2 separate regions of the Sus scrofa genome follow, and region 1 is linked to region 2. A link is a contact called in public HiChIP or PLAC-seq data. All regions are on one chromosome and are shown on one strand. The core of a region is the stretch at or near the end of the contact, and the rest is flanking DNA. Distances in the headings are between cores, read along the strand shown. Region 1 holds the start of LGALS9 (galectin 9). Region 2 holds the start of NF1 (neurofibromin).

Region 1 (3,643 bases), core at 638-3,137, 400 kb before region 2:
ATCAGGATCAACCCTGTCCTGACTGTGGCTCCAGCTGCCCTCTCCGGGGCTGAGCCGATGAGGCTGGCGAGGCATGGGCGGGGAATGGGGGAGGCACCGGGGGCAGGTCCTCGTGGTGTCTGCTCCTCAGCAGAATGGCTGCTCGTGACCTTCCTGCCACACTTTGGAGGAAGCACGGTTCCGGGTACTGGAGGTCAAGAGGTGACCCTGGAGAGGGCGGCCATGTGGGGTGGATGGGTCCCCCATCTAATGGAGAAGGAGCCTGAGGTGACATGTTCTGACCTCGAGACCACGGTGGAGGCACCAACAGGCCCAGCTGGGGCCCCTGCAGAGGTGGGCTTGAGTGTGGCGCCCCAGCAGCACGGGCCCTCCAGCACCTGCTGTCCCCACCCTCACCTGGGAAGGGCTCCGTCAGCCCAGGCTCTGCAGGGCCTCTGGGGAAGCCCTTGCTGGGAGCTGGGAGAGGATCCTACAGCAGGATGGGGGGCAGGGACCAGGATACGGAAACCTGGGCGGGGGGCTGCGTGCCGCCGCCTCCCCAGTGCTCTCCGTGGGCCCCTCCCTCTTCTGGGGGGCAGGGTGGGAATCAAGGCACCTCCCTTCTTGGCCATGTCTTCTGGGGACACTTGGCAAGTGGCCTCAGCCTCCCTGAGTCTCAGTTCGGTATATGGCGTGGGGATGATAAAGTTCTCAGGGTTCAAACGCGTCTTCCCTGACGGGGCCTCCACACAGGCGGTGAAAAGGCGCAGAGGCGGCCCTTTGCACCCCACACACCAGGGACAGCCCGGCTCCCCGCTTACTCCTGAGATGGTCCCTCTGGAGACACCCTTGACCTGCTCCTGCCTAGTGGACTCACTCCTTGGGGAGCAGACACCTCCCCCAGGAGGCCCTCCCTGCTGCCCCCAGGCTCCTAAGGATGCTACAGGCTTCTAGCATCCACAGGGGGCCTGACGGGGTTCAAGCTCTCTCTAAGCACTCCCCACTTAAACCTTACCCCAGCCTGGGCGATGGCTCAAGGAGCATCCCCCCCCGCCCCCCGAGGAAACAGGCCTAGAGAGGTAAGGTAACTTCTTTGAGGTGACTCAGCTAATTAATGGCTGAGCCCAGGGAGTAAGTGCCCCCAGCTGCCATGCTGGGTTGTTGTCCTCCCCAGAAGCTCCGTTTACCTCTTCTTTCATACAAACACACCATCACTCTTTGTTGTTGGTGGTGGTTTTTTAGGGCTGCCCCTGTGGCATATGGAAGTTCCCAGGCTAGGGGCCCAATCCGAGCTGCAGCTGCCAGCCTACACCACAGCCACAGCAACGCCAGATCTGGACCTACCCGCAGCTTGCAGCAACGCTGAAGCCTTAACCAACTGAGCGAGGCCATGGATCCAACCCGCATCCTCATGAAAACCAGTTGGGTTCTTAACCCCCTGAGCCGCAGTGGGAACTCCACACATCATTGCTCTTGTAGTGACTACTTATGCCCTTCTCCCCACCACCCAAAGCACAAAGAACGGCGCAGGTGTTCTACGGAGGGGGCTCAGGAACCGCTGGGATTCACACATCCTCATGATGCTGGCTCGCCCCCTCCAGCCCTGACAGGTGCTGGGGAGACAGGCGTGGGGCAGATGTTGTGTCAGGGTCGCCCCATCTGGCACTTCTGCCCTTCTTGTGCCCTTTGCGATGCCTCTTCCACCCTCCACCGCCTGCAAGAGCTCTTTCCTCAGAGACCCAGCGCTGACCTCCCCCCACTGAGGCCCCCTGCAGCCCCGGAACTCACCGGGTTCATGTAGGGAGCCTGGGCGCCGCTGAAGGCCATCGCTCCACCGCCTCTGTGACCACTGCCTGCCGCTCTGCACGCCCCGGCCTCTGCACCGGGGAGGAGTTAACAGAGAAATAGAAAGCAAAGCCACTTGGCAGTCAGTCAATGGGGAGGAGCCAGGAGCAGGAGGAAGTGGGTTTAGGGAGAAAGGTAGGGTGCTTAGGATGAGGGCGGAGGGTGGCTCTGGGGAGGGACGTGGGTGCTCCTCCCCCAGTGCCCTTTCTCTCCACTGACCTGTGGCTCCCCCCGGAGACCAGATAGTTCCTAGAGGTTCAGGTAGGGCGCCTACAGAGATCCCAGCACACGGACACCGCAGCAAGCTCCTAGGCCCCACCGTCCAAGAGGGTTCTCCTGAGCTTGGCCAGAAGTGACTAGAAAACAGCAGGGCCACTTGGCAGGGCCCATAGGGCCGGGCTCTGCCTGTGTGTGGAGTGGTGGTAGTGCTGTGAAGGCCTGGTGGTACCCATTTTCTGCACAGGGAAACTCAGGCTCAGAGAGTTGAAGGGTCATGCCTGAGGTCACACACACACATAGAGCTCACTAGTGGCAGCCCAAGCCATATGAGGCTACTTAGGGTCTGAAAAAGGTTTAAAAGTCATCCCCTTTAAAATTCTGTTCCTCAGAATTCCCGCTGTGGCTCAGAGGTAAAGAACCCTACTTAGGAGTTCCCGTCGTGGCGCAGTGGTTAACGAATCCGACTAGGAACCATGAGGTTGTGGGTTCGATCCCTGCCCTTGCTCAGTGGGTTAACGATCCGGCGTTGCCGTGAGCTGTGGTGTAGGTTGCAGACGTGGCTCGGATCCTGCGTTGCTGTGGCTCTGGCGTAGGCTGGTGGCTACAGCTCCGATTGGACCCCTAGCCTGGGAACCTCCATATGCAGCGGGAGCGGCCCAAGAAATAGCAACAACAACAACAAAAGACAATAAAGACAAAAGACAAAAAAAAAAGAACCCTACTTAATATCTGTGAGGACGTGGGTTCGATCCCTGGCCTTGCCAAGTGGGTTAAGTATCTGGGATTGCCATGACCTGCGGTGTAGGTCATGGGTATGGCTCGGATTCCATGTTGTGTGGCTGTGGCGTAGGAAGGCAGCTGCAACTCTGATTCAGCCCCTAGCCTGGGAACTTCCATATGCCACAGGTGTGCCCCTGGGGGAAAAAAATGCTGTTCCTCATGTAAAAAAATAATTACATTGGAGTTCCCTGGTAGCTCAGCAGGTTGAGACTCCAGCACTGTCACTGCTGTGGCACAGGTTCAATCTGTGGCCCAGGAGCTCGCACATGCTGCAGGCATGGCCTAAAAAAAATCATGTAGAAAGAAATGTTTTGCCAGTAAAAAAGCTCATGGTGGAGGTTATGCCGCCCTTGGGTGCAATATGTCCTGGAGCTTCTCTATGAATTCCTGCCTCTCTTCTCTCCTTCCTCTCCTCTCTTCTCTCCCGTGTTTCTGGGCTTTAGAATGGGGAGCAGGGAAGTCTCGGACATCCTAGAACTTTCCAAGTGATGTGGAGGCAGGAGCAACATAGTAAATAAACTGTCTTTCATTGGCTTCAGCACCTTGTGAAGGGTGATTGACTGAAACAGAGACTCAGGATAGGCTGGGTCAGAGTGGGGAGAGGGACACAATGACAAGAGACTTCCCTGAGGCCAAGCGGGTCCCCACCCTGTGCAAGAGAGGGCTGGATGGCAAGCCTGGATGCTCAGTGGGGAGCAGATGTCTGGGGCCCCGAGTGTGTTGGCACCCCACCTTCTTCTTACGCTTGCCTGGGTGCGCCAGGATCTGCAGAGACTGACTTCTTGAGATGTTCCCATAGAGTGAGCCACAGCCCTCTGTC
Region 2 (3,954 bases), core at 942-3,441:
CTATGCATGGTATATATAATAGGCATTTAGGCACTCGATATTGGTTCAGTGGAATTGAATACATTTAATTGGAGAGGAAGTTGGAGTGAGGTCTAGATCTCCAAGTGCAATGAGTGCCTTGGCACTCAGGGGAGGCACCAGGACAAGTGCTGATTGGGATAAATTAGTGTCATGCTGGCTGGAGCCTGAGTGAAATGAGACAAACAGAGGGAAAAGTGAAGTTTGGGTATCTTATGAGAGAGTTAGGGTGGGGAGTGGAAAAGGAAGCAGAGGGACTTTGGCAATGGAATGTCACTGAGGCAAGGGAGCCAAGGGTTCCGGCAGTTACATCTAGTCAAGCAAAGATGAGAGGAAAGGACAGGAAAAAAGCCATGCCAAAAGGAAAGTGATCAGGGACTTTCTCACCCTCAAGAGAAAAGGAAAGACAGATTGTGGGTCTCGAAGTTTAGCACTGAAATGCAAGCATTGGGATACTTCTGGGGAGTGTCTGAGAGCTTTTCTAGGGGTCCTAGTTGGGGAAGGCATATATGGGCATTGATTTAATATTCATCCTTTTCTTCCACACTCATCATTTCTGACATCATCTAAAAGAAATTAGTCAGTATTCATGTTGCATCCTTAAGGGATGTACAATAGAACCATCCAGACTCTGTTCTCCTGTTCTATTGGAATGAAATATTAATTAACTTAATATGTATTTTGGATAATTACCAGCTGGCAGATATTGGAAACTTCTCCCACAGATATGTTTTTCTGGATATGTGCTATTGGTTCCGGGATTTTTTTTTTTTTTGGTCTTTTTGCCTTTTCTAGGGCCGCTTCCATGGCATATGGAGGTTCCCAGGCTAGGGGTCCAGCCGGAGCTGTAGCCACCAGACTACGCTAGAGCCACAGCAACGCCAGATGAGCCGAGTCTGTGACCTACACCACAGCTCACGGCAATGCCGGATCCTTAACCCACTGAGCAAGGGCAGGGATCGAACCCACATCCTCATGGTTCCTAGTCGGATTCGTTAACCACTGCGCCATGACAGGAACTCCGGTTCGGGGATTTTTCTGTGACAAAATTAAAATTCTAGTTTCACTGTCTGCCTTGTCACCCAGTTAGTATCCTGCCATGTGGCCTAATGGGCTCTTAATTGGTATGTGCTCAGAATGTGTAAGCTCATTTTATCATTAGACTAAGTAAAATGTATGGAGGAAGATGGATTTAAAAATAACTCATTCCAAAGTTCAGTCGGATATAGATAGATCATCCATTGTTTGGATATAACTGTCTTCCTGGAAAACCTTAATGACCCAATTCCACATGAAATAATTTTAACTCTTGTATTGGGGGCTTAGGAAACACCTTTGTTTCAGAAGAGCCACAATCTGTCTCTATTGTCCTTGGGGTCAAACCACCTGGGTTTGCATCCTGACTCTGCTACCCACCAACCAACTCTGTGACTTTAGGCAAATCAAGGAACCTCTTGTGACCCAGCCTCATTAGATGAGGATAATGATACCTATTGGAAAGGCTCATTACATGAGATGATAAATGTGTTTAATTAATAATGTATGCGAAACCCTTAAAGGCTTTTTGAGGATGGTGAAACTTGAATCTTTCTGTTATCAACTGCGCAAAAGTTTTATTAACTTGGGTGCCTATGAGTTTAATAGAGGAAGTCCGGACTGGGATTCCGGAGTCTTGAGTTCTTTGACTGCCATATAGCACCGGGATTTAAGAGAACGTTAAAAAAAAACAACAAAAAACACCGAATCTCCTTTGGCTTTACTTTTTCCTGTTTCTCAGTAGGCTATAGTGGCTACGAAGGGCCTGGAAACCTAAGGTTGTGTGCCTTAGCTTTTGCGAGAGCTTAAGGCAGAGCACAGTCTCTCGCAAAATTAGCGGCAGAGACCTGCGTGCGAGAGAAATGCTAGCCCCGGGGCGCCTCTAACTTCCAACCCGGGGAGCAATCCAAACCCGGAGGCCGGCGGGGGAGGGGGATCTTGAGGTGGCGGTGGGATGGGAGCGGATGCTCCCCGGTCGGCTTGGACTCTCGCCAGCAGCAACCGGAGCCGGAGTCGAGTTGAGCCCAGCGGCGAAGAGGGACGCGCGCCTCCGGGCCCAGAGGAGTTAGGTGACGTCACCTCCAGGAGGACTCGCTTTTTCATTAATGAAACCGGCCGGCGCGGGCGCATGCGCGGCAGGCCCCCTTCCCTCTCGCTTCCCCCTCCCCTTTCCCAGCCGCGCTCTCAATCTCGAGCTCGCTCGCTCTCCCTCTCCCCGGGCCGTGGAAAGGATCCCACTTCCGGTGGGGTGTCATGGCGGCGTCTCGGACTGTGATGGCTGTGGGGAGACGGCGCTAGTGGGGAGAGCGACCAAGAGGCCCCCTCCCCTCCCCGGATCCCCCCTCCCCGCCCCCCCTCCCCCCAGCCTCTTCGCCAACGCCCCCTTCCCCTCTCCCCTTCCCGGTGGGGCGCAGGCCCCCCATCCCCACCCCCGTGGGAACGTTCGGAGCCTACACTCCTCAGACCCCCTCCTTGTCTCTCCCCTCACCTCAGCCCCCGCTCCCCGCCCTCTTCCCGGCCCTGGGCGCCGGCCGCCTGGTCCCTCCGCCGCCCCCCGGTCGCGGGGAGGACATGGCCGCGCACAGGCCGGTGGAATGGGTCCAGGCCGTGGTCAGCCGCTTCGACGAGCAGGTAACGGGCCCGTGGCAAGCGGGAGGTGGGAGCGGAGTGGGGGTGGGGACGGAGTGGGTGAGGGGAGGAAGGAGCGGCCGCCTCCCCCGCGGCTGCCTCGGGCTCCAGAGGAAAGGCTGGGGGGATAAGTGGGGGTGGCCTAGGGGGAGGTGCGGGGAAGAAGGGGACGGCTGGTGGCTCGGGCTCCCCTTCCCTCCTAAGTCGGGGGGGTGGGGCCTTTTCCCTCACCACCCCCCCGACCCTCCATCCTCTTTATCCCAGCCCTTCCGCTTGCTAATAGGGATGAGTGACCTGGGGGCGCTTTCTGGGGCTCTCCATCTGGATTTAATCATCCCCTCTTACTTTTTTTTTTTTCGTTGACGGAGCTGGGTAACATTTAGGGGTTTCCTCTTATTCAGTGGTCCTCCTAACTGGGGGAAAGTAGCTGAAGGAACCCCAAGGCCCGACCTGTGTACCCCCAATGGAAGAACAGTAACATCTCGCCCCTCCCCCAGTTTCTTTAGCTTCCTCTCTTGGAGGGGAAGACTGGAAGAAAGCAGGGAAAGCATAGGTTTTCTTACTTTCTGCTCCATCGTCTCAGCCCGCCCGGAGAGCTCCAAGTGCACACACACTGCACATCTTTTTGATGCCCTACGCGGGCGTCCCCCCAAATCCTGATGATACCAGGCTAGCTTTTACATTGCTTTTGGCAGTGGAAACCTTGGTTCTAGTTCCCCCCTCCCTCTGAAATATTTTCTTTTTTCCCCCTCTTCTTTGGTAGTTGCAGTCTCCACCTCCCACCCCACCCGCGTTTTTTGCCAGCGGTCTGAGAATGTGAATATTGCTTTCTGTAGTGGGAATCTTGGGGATTAAGGGGAGGAAAGTGAAAGGAAAGTGGGAAACTGCATCTGAGCCACTGACAACAGCAAGCAAAGACAGCTGGGAAGTGGTCCTGGAGCTGGTAATTCTGCTAGTGTTTTGTTTTTGTTTTTAGCTCTCACCTCTTGGTTGACGAGAACTTTCATTGAGAATATTTGAGATGGGAAAAAAAAAAGTTTCATAGTTTGGGGAGATGCCTTTTTATTCCCTTAGCTTCAAACTCTAAATCCTGGGGCTGATTGGAATGAATGCACCCATGGCCTTTTGTCAGTAGGATTTAGTTTAACTTTGTGTTGATGTATGTAGGTAGTTAGGGATGGTCTTAGGGGATGCTTTTTGCAGCTGCAGTTCTACCATGGGCTTCCTGTGATGAGGAACTGCTTAAGATTGAGTCAATCTATTTTGTTTACT

What was found. HiChIP or PLAC-seq counts read pairs in DNA pulled down with a chosen protein or histone mark.
Region 1: an H3K27ac HiChIP or PLAC-seq map of alveolar macrophages shows a contact between it and region 2. The contact joins the promoter of LGALS9 here to the promoter of NF1 in region 2. A contact is called at or near these places in 2 of 2 datasets of contacts at active chromatin or transcription factors (alveolar macrophages and skeletal muscle).

Annotation. Positions count from the first base shown.
Region 1 is chr12:44,153,434-44,157,076 of Sscrofa11.1, reverse strand. LGALS9 (galectin 9) reads right to left here and starts at 1,887. Exons shown (of 11, transcript NM_213932.2): 1 at 1,768-1,887. The coding sequence starts at 1,806.
Region 2 is chr12:43,752,442-43,756,395 of Sscrofa11.1, reverse strand. NF1 (neurofibromin) reads left to right here and starts at 2,191. Exons shown (of 59, transcript XM_021067460.1): 1 at 2,191-2,685. The coding sequence starts at 2,626.